Linked DNA regions of Anser cygnoides: region 2 is linked to region 1. Evidence: chromatin contacts called from public Hi-C data. All regions are on one chromosome and are shown on one strand. The core of a region is the stretch at or near the end of the contact, and the rest is flanking DNA. Distances in the headings are between cores, read along the strand shown. Region 1 overlaps JCAD (junctional cadherin 5 associated). Region 2 has its middle 110 kb from the start of BAMBI.

The links. A called contact is a pair of places that touch in the nucleus more often than the background predicts.
Region 2: a contact with region 1 is called in a Hi-C map of liver, with 8 times the contacts expected there. The contact joins two enhancer-like sites. A contact is called at or near these places in 2 of 7 Hi-C or Micro-C datasets (both in liver).

The regions. Positions count from the first base shown.
Region 1 is chr2:16,739,213-16,745,467 of Taihu_goose_T2T_genome, reverse strand. All of the region lies in intron 1 of JCAD (junctional cadherin 5 associated), which reads left to right. Among named protein-coding and RNA genes, the nearest start is that of JCAD, 17 kb to the left of the region's middle. Within about 2 kb of position 1,612, at least 2 of the 3 cell types and tissues checked have open chromatin away from gene starts, as enhancers often do. A contact at or near this core is called in liver, where this site is marked.
Region 2 is chr2:17,031,401-17,037,322 of Taihu_goose_T2T_genome, reverse strand. No RefSeq gene overlaps it. Among named protein-coding and RNA genes, the nearest start is that of BAMBI, 110 kb to the left of the region's middle. Within about 2 kb of position 3,557, at least 2 of the 3 cell types and tissues checked have open chromatin away from gene starts, as enhancers often do. A contact at or near this core is called in liver, where this site is marked.

The DNA of each region.
Region 1 (6,255 bases), core at 363-2,862:
CCAGGCTTTGAGCTCCCTCAGCTCATTGTTGAATCATCAGTCAAAGTCATCGTTTAAGTGTGCACAAAGCCCCCATGGAAAACTGTGTGATCCAGATACGCGTGCAGCTCATCTAGCATGAATGACTAAAGCCAGGCTAAAGATACATTGACAGAGCGGGGATGGAAAACTAAGTGATGCCCGCCTACAGAGGGACAAACTCGTAGCGCTCTCCCCAATTGTGGGTGGTCCATTGTGCACCATTCTACTCAACGAGAACATTAAACTCATACTTGCGAACCTAATTTGAAAAACCATTATCTAGACTTCACAATGGAAGCATTGTAACCTCCTCATTTGCACATACTGAGCCTCAGCCCCCAGTTCCTCTCCAGCACACAGAAGTCTCTTCAAAGTCCTGCGATCTGATTTGAAAAAAATGCTGTAGGCGTAAAGTTAGCGTGGAAGTACGCGGCCCACTGGTGGCTCTGTTTTCATCCGCACAGAACACGAGGCCAGCGGATGATTTATTTTTATTGGCACTGCGGTCAGATAAGCTGCCCTTATGATGAATGAGAGGAGCACGGGTCGGCCTGAGCTGTCAGTCAGAAGGCAGAAAGACCGCAAAATGCAATTTAATTACGTACTCCTTGAGCATGCACTGCTGGGTAGTGCCAGGGCCCCGCGCCTGCTGCTTCCCCCATTACTCTCAGAAATAGTGCTTCTGGTCAGGGAGGTCACTATTTGCCCTTGGACCGCTCTCGATCTTTGTAAATGCTGTGGCATGTCATGGGAGATTATGGCTATGTCACGACTGAAGCAAAAATGTCTGGCTTAAAATTAAGAACTAAATATCAGGGCTGAACATCAGGTGTGCTTCACCTCCTGCCTTCCCTGGGCAGTGGGGACAGCCTGCAATTTGCCATCTGCGACCACCTCAGAAAGGTTTCTGGACCTCACTGTAACAAACCATTTTCCTCTGGTTGATGTTCTCTTAGTTTTTACAAACCAGACTTGTTGCAATCACCCGGACTTCGGAATTAAGCAAACAAACTTTTGATGGATATTCTCACACCTTCTGCGTTGCAGCCAATGTATCCTATGCTTTTCTTGAAGGAGACCTTGATTATCGCGTAAATTACATTTTTACCCTCTTCTTCTGAGATCTCAAGTGGGAAATGAATTTTTGGGGGGATTGAAGGTTGCTAGAGAACTCCAGCAAGTGAAAAGATCATGAATACAAATGGACGGCTTGGGAGGAACATCAAAGGTTATTAACAGCACTGCAGAAATGCTCCAGAGCTTTAGAGCTCAGTGCTGTGGGTCTGTGTGCCTTCACAGCGTTGCTCGCACTGCTCGGATGGTAGCATCGTGATTTGTACCACTTTCTGCCGAGGAGGAAACGAGGCAGCTGTCCCACAGCTTCCAGGCCAGTAGCCAAGACCCCAGAGAAGAGCAGATTGCAGCTCCGTGTGGACGTGGACGTGCTCTGGGTGTGCTTCAAGCACCCACAGCAGGGAGCAGGGCTACTCGGACTTTCGTGACTTAAAGATGTTCTTCCTAAAACAACACATTTTGTCATGGCTTTTTAAAAGTCGCTTGTTGCAGGAAAACTCTGCTTTTAAGCAAGTATTTTCCAAATGATTTAAAAAATGACACCTGTAGTTTAAGTTTCTAATTTCTGAAGAGCAAAATATCCTGAGAAATTTGATTTTTTCCATCTCATCACAACTCAAAAAATATATATATATCACAGAGGGCTCTTTCTATTTGTTTTGTGGTTTTTTTGTTTGTTTGTTTGTTTTGTTTTTTCCTTTTTCTGTCCCTCTGTAGCTGCCTGGGTGCCTCCTGCCAGCACACAGGGGCACCCGATGGGGACGCTGGGTGCGACCCCAGGCCTGGCGCTGTGTCCAGCAGCTATTCCAGTGCTCCTTCTCCTCCCTTTTTTCAGCTAGGTCTTAGCAGGGGTTTAAGTTTCCTTTTTGCCAGCAGCTGCACACACTCGGTACTCGCTGCTATTGGCACTGAAGATCAGAGAGGAGGGCAATGTGCTTTCCGTGATGAAATCTGGTTGGGAGCAGTAAAGATCTGAGGGCTCCCTCAGCCAGAAAATTGGATCCGGCTTACCTGAATGTCAGGTCATCTGGGCTGGAGTTAATAAATAGCTCGGGATGAAGGTGGACAAACAGAGAAGGAGCTGCTCTGTGCACGTAGGAGCCTAGTTTGCTGCAGGGTCTGGCCCTTCATGCCGTCCTACGGCTCCTCCTGGAAGGGCTCACCTGGGCGAGCAGTGGCTGGTGCTGAGGACCCCAGCTCAGTGCATGTCCCAAACCTGTGGGGACTTCATGGCCTCGAGATGTCTCCTCTATCAGAACTGGGTGAAACTGGCTATCAGATCCACACGTTATCACGGGCAGGTGAACAGACAGAATGGGTCAGGCTTTGGTGGCAGAAAATGCAGCTAGCACATCCCACTGGCTCTTCACAACTGTCACCCAGAAGGCCAGGTCCTGCTGGAACTGGGCTGCCAGGTGCTGGTGACACCAAAATGCATTCCCAGGGCCATCGTACCTGCAGCCAGGTGCCTGGGTCCTGTCCCACACGTGCAGACATCTTGGTGCACCTACCCACGCTGGAAATGCTGGCCATGCCATCACACCGTCTTGTAAGTGAGGGTGGCTGGTTTCCCCAGGGTGTGCTGCCTGCACCACTGCCCGTGCAGAAACCCTACACACATAGCCAAAGTCTTTGGGATTTGTCCCTATAGAAATGCCTGGAGAGGTGGAAAAAGGAGGATTCTGTGAGGAAACCTTGGTGTATGGTAGCTCCAAATATGCCAAACTGCTCCAGGAGAGAAGTCCCCACTCAGGTGGTATGCCCTGTCCCCAGGAGCATCCCGCAAGCTCTCTTTTCTCTGGGCCATGGGTAGTGTGCTGCCCATTTCAGGGTTTGCACAAACAAACACCAATCTCAGAGTTTCCTTCCAATGCCTCGGGTTGTTTCTGCAAGACTGCACAGTCACGGTTGTGTCCATGCACGCGTCCAAGATATCTTGGTTTGGAAAAGGGGTCAGGGACAAAGACAAAAAACGCAGGAAACACACCAAAAACGTGATTCATGGTTGCCATGGCTGTAATCCTGCCTGGTAACCCTGCACTGCCACATCTGAATGAAAAGAGAACGGGTGAAGTGAATGGGTCTGCCATGGACCCTGCCACCCTGCCCTCCACCTCTCTCTTTTTGGGTGCAGGCAGCCACAGAATCACAGCATCACAAAACAGGCAAGGTGGGAAGGGACTTGCAGAGGTCGTCTTGGGACTCCAGTCACCAGCCATCACCTTGTTTGTCCATCTTCTTCCCGACCAAGATGAGATTGTTCCCTTCGGCTGACAGAGGCTGAAAAATACGGCTTAGATCTGATTTTCTACCACCGCAGTTAGATTTTCTGTACTGTACAGGGGAAACAATGAAAGGTGAAATCCCTGTAGGGAAGGATTTGTGAAATTCTGCAGGAAATTGGTATTACAGATAATTGTTTCCTGCTGAGGGGATCTAACAGAACTTTGCAGAAAAGCTGCCCTTTTCAGCAATATCCACTGCAGTGTACCCAGGCACAAAAGTCTGTCTCTAGCACAAATGTGCTTCACTGCACATTTTCCTGCTGCACCTGAAATCTAATATTGGTTAATTCCACCGGGATTTCCTTCATAAGAGACAACATAGTGTAAATGGTAAACCTGTGAAATTGCAGATGAGGTGAAATGTTGGGTGCCTCGCCCTCTGGAGCACCAAGACTTTGATTCTTAATGGCAGCTATTGAGCCTTGCCTTTTGAAGATGTGCAGGGAAAATTTATTAACTATCAGCAAAACCTCTCCTAAGTAGGCTTGTACCATTAGAAGGCACCAGTTTTGTTCCGCTAAGGATAAAAAAGACACTTATAAGCAGCAGCATTCTTGTATCTGGTTCCCAGTATTTTTAGAATAGGTCCTTTTTTTTGGTCCCTATTGAAGGTACTTTGTTAAAATAAGCCAGCATTATCAGAATAACAGATACAGCAGTTGATGTGATACTGGGTTTTGCCATTATATACAGTTATGGATACATGTCCAGGAGAACTGATATTTTTTTTAAGTCTAGACGCCTTTGGTAAGCTACTCTGAGCTGCAGTCATGCTAACAGTGGATGGGGGAATAAGCCTTCAGACAATCTTTCCTCTTCATGCTCCTGCTAAACTTACCAAAGTAGACAGACGGCACTTTCTGGATCAGAAACTCCTGTCCATCGATCATAGCCCTCTTATTCAGCTGCTGCCAACAGCTTTAGGCTTGAAGCAACAGAGACTTTGAACTAGATAAAAGGAAACTTCTGCTTACAATTATTACAATCAGAACAAAACCAAGAGAGCTGTGACTGTTTTATTAATATGTGTGCTTTGCTGTTCCCAACCTTTGCAAAATCCGTGTATCTGGTTCTCCAAGAATATTACTACTTGGACCTAGTTCATATGGATTGCAAAGGATAAAGACATTCCTGAAAGCTCACTTGCCAGCTCCGCCGCTCTGCCAGCAGCAGTAATTTGAGAAGGAATGATGGTCCCTTTGAAATATGGACTGCAGTGTGACTGGAGTACTGGGCCCAGCTAGATACACGTGCATGGACAGACCTACAGACAACCCGTTTTCCTCATCTTCACCCTTCTGCTGCTGTGCAGCGCTCCTGCTGAGGGCACTGGAAGCAGAGAAGACATCAATTCTGATCTTTGAAATCGTTTCAGAAACATCGTTTCATCGTTTCAGCCACTGCATTGGGCTGTCCTGACAGTAGCAAGAGGAGCAAGGACTGGAGCAGAAGCTCAGATCTCCCATTTTCTTTTTATGTCTCAGTCATAGCTTTATGAAGAATTAGAGCATTTTTGCAGGACTCAAGCGTGCTGACAGTATCCGGTTTAACATGATAAACCTTGCTTGCCATCCCAAATTTACGAGCTATCAGATCAGCTCATCTGCTAGGTTGTTACAGCCCCTCCCTTACATCATCAGGAGTGAATGTGTTATATCGATTATGCCTTTTACAGTCCAACGTGGGTTTAAGTAAACTGCGTTAACTGAAGGGCTTAATGAGAAAAACAGCTTCTGCATGTAGAGCCCTACCTGAGACACAGATCTGAAATGCGCAAGTGTCTGTTACACAGACCCTAACTGCTTTATCAGATGAGAGGAGAAACCTGGCAAAGCTTAATGATCTCGCAGCAAAAGACATGAAGGAGGCTGAGAGGTTTCTGTCAGATCACCCAAACAGATACTTGGGCTGCAGGACGGCGTGCTGCCATCCCAGCTAATGAGTTCCCAGCACAAGCACCTCGGCTCTCCATTTCTCCAGAGAGTTTCCTGAAAGGTAATTGACTTTTTGTGAGCAGAATGAATAAACCGTAGCAGAATAGCAGCTACGGTCTCTTGTGCTCCCTGTCAGTCACTGGACTTCAATAACCAGATTTGTTACTATTTTGAGCTCTGTCTTGAGGAAAGAGGCACATGGACAGACATACTCTGCAACGTAGTGTAAGAGTTGGTTAATGGGGGAATTTTATACCTTGTTAGGAATGACTTTAAGCTGTTCTTGTGTAGCTTTATTGATGGGTTGTGGTACAAGTGGCTTTGAGCCTGGCATCCCATGACCCATCCAGCTTCCATGCACACTGGGCTGCAGAGTCCAACTTCTCCTACCAAGCCCTCAGCAGAGGGCAACGTAAGAAGGACTTCTATTTGGATCCCGCACAGGGAGTTGGAGGTACAGGGAGTTGGAGGTTGGTTTGGATACCGACAGGGAAGAGCAACACCAGCCAAGGTTTGAGCAAAAGCAGCTTGGACTCAGAGCCCAGGGCACAGCCACAGAGCATCAGAGAGCCCCTGAAGGTGGCCACCTTCCCCTGGGGGGCTGGAGAGCGGAGAGGCAGGAGGCAGGCTGTGGTGGCCAAGCCCTGCTAAGATGGCAGCACCTACAGCCACCCCCTTGCAGAAGTCCAGGTTTTTAAAGGAGTTCTGGGAAGGGGCGTACAAAAGGGAGAACCTAAGTCCTTAGGCAGCTGTGAATTGCTGTCTTGGATTTAGGCACCTAAGTGCTTTTTTGGACCTCATCCCAAACACTTCATTGAGTGAGCGTTGCTTTAGCTTTAACAACAGCCCGGTCAGGGGATAAGCAGCAACACAAACATTCCAAGCTGCTCTTTTAACGCATCCTAGGTTGCGAAAAAATGATCGGTGCAGAAACAGCTGCA
Region 2 (5,922 bases), core at 2,308-4,807, 290 kb before region 1:
GATGGAGCCTGGGTGGCAGAGTGGAAAATTGTTTGGGAGGTTTGCGTAGCCCTGTGTGTGTTCTGTGGCCCAGCAGCCAGACATTGTTTATTGAGTCCTGCGAGGGATCCTGGTAATCACCGCTGATTTGCAAAAGTGTATCTGTTGCCCATGTGTATCAATTAGATTGCAGCATTTGTGTACAAATCACAGGCTTGATATTGATCCCACAGCTCGCAGCCGGCTGAGAGCATTTTGGTGCTTGTGTGGAGGGAAGTACCACTGTTTAGCCATAGAAGACCATTTCCAAAAAAGTTTGCTGCAGAAGCGAACCCAGTTTTCAAATGCATGTCCGCCTTTAGCTGCTCCCTCCTGCTGAGCACCAGCCTGTGACACTTCCAAGGACTTCCTTCATCACAGCCTCTGCCGTGAGCCTCTGACATGAGCCCCCTGCTCCCTGCTTGGTTCACAAAAGCCCCATATCAACTTTTGGGCCAGCACTCTGTGCAGGAGGAGGTTGAACTTCATTTCCCAGAAGCCAGCTCTTTAAAGCGGGAATTTTAAAGGAGATAAATGTGTTTTCTGGCACCGTGTGCTCTCACTTCCCATCCTTTTCCCCATGCTGGAATACGCCCAAGTCTGAATAAAAAATGAGAGAACCAGAACAAAACCTTTCTTTTTACAAAGCAATTCTAAACCACTTCCACGTGCCCATGGTATGCATAGGCACGGTTTTCACCCGTGTCTAACCCGAATCCAAGGGAGTGTAGCAGCAGCTCTCCTGAAGGGGCGATTTCTGGGCCAGCAGATGTGCCCTCGGTGGTTGTCAGACACCCCATCAGTCAGGCTCCTGGCAGGGCAGCACAGCTCCACACTGTGCAGGGCAGTTCTGGAGCTCCAGTTTTTCAGAATAACATCTGGAGTGTAAAAGGCACAGCGATCCTTTGCCCCAGCTCTAATAGTTAGAATTGGTTAGAAAAATGCTAAAAGAATATTGTAAAAGAAAATCCCCAAATACTTTTCTCTGCAAGTCTTTCCACTTTCTCATTTAATAATACAGCTGTGTTAATTTTTTCATTCAGTGACAAGGGAGGAAAACTCCCTCTTCCCTTCATCCTTCTCCGCCTCGGGAAAAAGAGAAAAAAGGGAGGGAGGAAGAAAAGAGGGTTGCTGGGATGATAATGTCTTGAAACATTTTTTTTTTCTTGGAAAGTTAAAACATTCTGGAAAGAACTTTTCCACATTTCTTTTTGTTTTTGAAAGATCCTTTTATTTTTTAAGAAAAATGCTTTAAACTCCAAATATTGGCTAACTTTATAAACAAAATTCTTTCTCCATTTTATTAAGGGAAGTAAACAAGGCACAAGTGATGGCTGAAGCAACGATTTCCAAGATGACTGACACATAGGAACTTTTATCTTTTTAACTATAAACTTTGGTTGGTTTTCATCCCCCCTGCCTCACTTCCTCCTTTCCTCTTTCAAAAAATTATTGCCTTTCAGTTTGTTTTAATGGTGTTTATGTAATGTCATAAATATTCTTGTTTAGAACTGTAATTATTCTCTGTGATTAATTCTGCTCATCCTGGGAGGTTGTGCAAGTTTTTCACTGGAGGGTATGTCTTTTATGTTTATATGTTACTCCATGTAAAATGCAATTTGTCCATTACTAAAGCTGGGTCTGCGAAGGCAGGGTTAACATTTTTCCTTTCTCCTGTGGCAATGTTTGGAAGCATTTTTGTGAAGTGTTTAGTATCATTCCTCTTCGGGTTGGGATTAAGGTAATTGACGGGGCTCTGGGCCAAGGGTCTCTTAGCTGTCCAACCTCGGCTGTATGGGGTGGAAACATGCCACATCCAAAGTCACTTCCTTTCTCTTTCTTTTATACCCCGTTAGGCTGCCTGTGTTTTCGATTTCAGAGGAATTCCTATAAATACATTGACTGTAGCTGCTAATTGTGGGTAAAACATCTACTATGTGGAGGCAGTGGGATTTTTCCCAAAATAAGGGACTTAGCCCTCTGCATTCCCTGAAATGTATTTGCAGTACGTGGAGATAATGATCAGAGTTTTTGTGACAACCATTCTGTGTTACGTGAGGGCAAACACACGAAATCAGACCTTAATGAGCATGCTGAGCCCCATCCAACACTGCGGCAGTGACTGACAGTACATGAAGGCCAGATGCTTGCACATGGTGCCCAGCACGTTTACCTTTTGTGTTACTCCACAAGCATACGGTTAAAAGAAGACAGATAGCAAGACTTTAATGCCCCAGAACAAAGGAAAGGAACTTGGAGGAACCAGGGAAGAGTTATACTTTAAGGAATGTATAGAACATACACTCAAAATAGACAGTTTGTCTGCTTCAGAGTATTTCAGACATTTTTCCATAGTACCATTTTTTTTTTTCTCTAACGTTTTAGCAGCTTGAAAAGCATGATCTGGAAATGTTTGGCTGTAATCCTCTTAGACAATTTTTTTGCAAGCAATCATTTTAATGCCCAGAAGAACTGACTTTGATTGTTCAGCATAAAATGAATGTTAGGTAACGTTTGGGGAACTTGTGGACTTTAATTTTGTTCGTCTTTTGTGTTCAGAAGCCCTTTGCCAGCCATCCTCAGCGCTGGATGGAGAAGGGCTTGCAGCAGGGGATACCTGCATCTAAAAAAGAAAAGAATGAAAAAGTGACCAGCAATGCAGTTAAAATAAAACAGGCTATAAAAACAGGTGCGAAACTCTTGGGAGACCTGGGTGGAAAATCCCAGGAGTGGCGGGTGTCCCACACAGCCTTTCCCAGGCCCCCTGGCAAAGGTTGGGGCACATTAGGTCATGTTTGCTGAAGGCACTTGTTTTCTGTCTTCTGATCCAGCCAGTGATGGGACACTGGGAGGACAAAACGTGTCCTAAGTGACCACCGCTGGAGCCAGCCCCATTCACGGATTAGGGCTGCCATGGAAACTCGGTTTGCAGAACTCCCCGCAGCAAACAAGGAATGAATGGCCAGGTCAGCACCTGAGATTAGAGGGGAGGGAAGGAAGAGTTGAGCAACTGTTTGCTGAACTTGTTTAGGAGCTTTCCTGGAATATTCCAATTTTCCAAATATTGGAATGAAGAGTTTTTAGTTAAAGCCAGGACGAGGATTCCCCGTGTTTGAGAAAAGGGTTGTGTCCTTTGGACGCGTTCAGTGAAGGACAGCAGCAGAGCTAAGTATTGATTTAATTTCAAAATAACCTTAAAAGACCTAAAAGAGGTTTAATGATCAGCTGTATGCTGAAAATGAATCCCAGAAGGCTTATCATTTAAAGTAATGATTTACATGATATGTTATCAGCCATTAGGCTAGGAGTTCTCCTGGTGAGTCTGATTTTGAGCATTGTGAGACAAAATTCACATCCAGATTTTGACTGTAGGGATCTATTGGCTAGCTAATCCTAGATGTGCTAAAAGCATGACTGACTGTTTCACCACCTGGAAAACAGAACTTGCAATGCCAAAGAATGAACCTTCAGTAAAGTGTATCTTAACAAACATCTCTGCTCATTTTTTTAAAATTATTTATTTATTTATTTATTTTTTTCCCGCAGGTATCTAAAATGATGTATTTTTTAACTCTAGGCCCCATGTCTGGAGGATAGCCTGTGATTTGGGAGACCTAGATCTGCATCCCACTCTCTAATAGTCTTCTTTATGACCCAGAGAAGTTCCTCTGGAGAGATGTAGGTGTGCTCCCCATAGCCTGGCGGGTGTCTGCCCTGAGGTCTACCTGTGTTTTGTGAAACACTCAGCTAGGAGCCAGCTCTGCTCTGAAATCCAGTGCAAGTGCACTGCACCAGCCCTTAGCCACAACAGAGGTACTCAACAGAGTAACCCATGGTCCATACAGCGAAACTTCTTCCCAGACCTGAGCTAATGGCTCTGCTCGTGCAAGGCTGGGTTAGGTGCCTCCATGCTGCTGCACAGACATGCACACCTCCAATGGAAAAGGAGTGCCTCGAAGCCAGAAGTGTCATTTGTCACCTTGAACTTCAGACCTGGAGGGAACAGGGATGTCTAATGTGGCTTTGTTGATTTCTTGCTTGAACTGTTGCTCTTAGGTGCAGCTGTGAATGGCAGACTTGGTCTGGTTGGAAGAAAAATCTAGTATGTGGAAGTCTGGGAGATACCTGCAGTGCTCTAATAGGCATATTTTCCTAGTCTGAGGCTGATGCCCTGCATGTTATTACTTGACTACATGTTTTTCAGCTAGTTGGGTACCCATTTTGGGGGAACTTTCATTTAAAACTTATGTCCATAGCAAGGGAAATGTCAGAAAACACATTATTAAACTCAAAATTGAACCCATGGATTCTTCCCAGACAGTAAAACATTTTCTCTCTCAGTGGAAGAGACTGTGGTTTGACATTCTTTGTTCTTCATAAATCCAAGTTAACCAGTTCTTTTTATCAGAGAGTTATTCCCCTTTGCTATGATGCAGTAGCTTAATATTTTGTTGAAGTATCTTGCCAAGGTTGGCAATTTGGTCGTTCCCCAGATTTTCCATTTCTGCATAAGATAGCTTGTCAACCTTTCTCTAGTGCCCAGGGGCCTTATAAACCCACATGATTTTCTAATGGCTCAGCAGTTGTCCTAGTTAAGCTGAAAACTGAATTTCCTCATTCCTTCCTTGTGTTGATTGTATGCAGAGAAGTTTGAGGGTTTAAGACTGCTGAATATAAAAACAGAGGTAGGGAAGAAGTGCTGGAAATTGAGCTAAGTCAATGGCAAAACTTTCACAGTTTTTATTGGAAGAGAGATCTAGATCTATGGACATAAATCTGTAGAGGGAAAGACTGGGTTATGTAAAACTAGAAACTAGCAGTAAACATAAGAAGTCAACCAACTCATAGAATACACTCTAAATGATCTGTTTGTAGCAGAATATTGCAGAAACATGAATGAAAAGAAGGGAAAATTCTAAACCGAGTCCCCTGGTGTTACTGTTGGGGTTGTGGGTGCAAATGCAGGTTTGCAAGTTCTGGTTGGGTGCGTGCGTCTCTGCAGAGCTGCCACAGGATCCCGCAGTGCACAAGCACATGTGAACTTCAGCCACCCTCGTTGCTCTGGTTCCCCTGGGAGAAGTGACCTGAACATTTGTTTTCTTTTGTTCAGATCCAGAGGGAACGTTTCTCTCACAGCCTGTGGCTCAGTACGTAAAAGCCCACATGCATCCACATCTGGCTCGCTCCGGCTGGGACACCTCATATCTGCCTTTTCTGCCTATAGAAATGTTAATGGTTTCTTGCTAAATACACTAAAGAGGTTCCTTAGATCCTCATTTACATATGTTTTATATTATCCATGTTTTTGCTTTTCATGGTTTATTCTTCCCTCCCACAACTTGCCACTATCCCCTTCGTTAACCCGCCTAATTGAAAGCTGACATTTTCTGATTTATTGTTCCAAGTCCTCTTAAAGTCACTAGTCAGAAGAACAGCTGTGGCTCTGTATAGCTAAAAGAAGACATTTAATAGAAAATTTTGTCCTTCTTGTGCTTAAAAGTATTTTTTCCTCTGCCCTCAGTAAGAGATGAAAAGATAACCCTGCAAAGAAAAAGCCTCCATTAAATCAGCCATGGGAGAGCAGGCAGGCTAAGTTTTTCATTTGAATTCATTTTGGTTTGTGCTTGAATACATTTTGTTAATGCATGCTGGAAAAAAAAAAAGGGGGGGGGGGGGGGGGGGGAGCTGCTAAAAGAAAGGCAATCACATCCTCTCAGCTCAGTCTGCAAGTTACCCTTTGGTGGGAGCTGGTTTGTCTTCCCTCAGATTTTGCTTCTGCAGGCAGTGTTTTATCTGCCTTTTAGCGTCTGACCCAGAGGTGCGACCTCACCACTTCTATCTCTTTTGGAGTAAGCCTGGGCCCCGTCAAAGAGCCCCAAGAGGCTGACGGTGAGCATGGAGCCT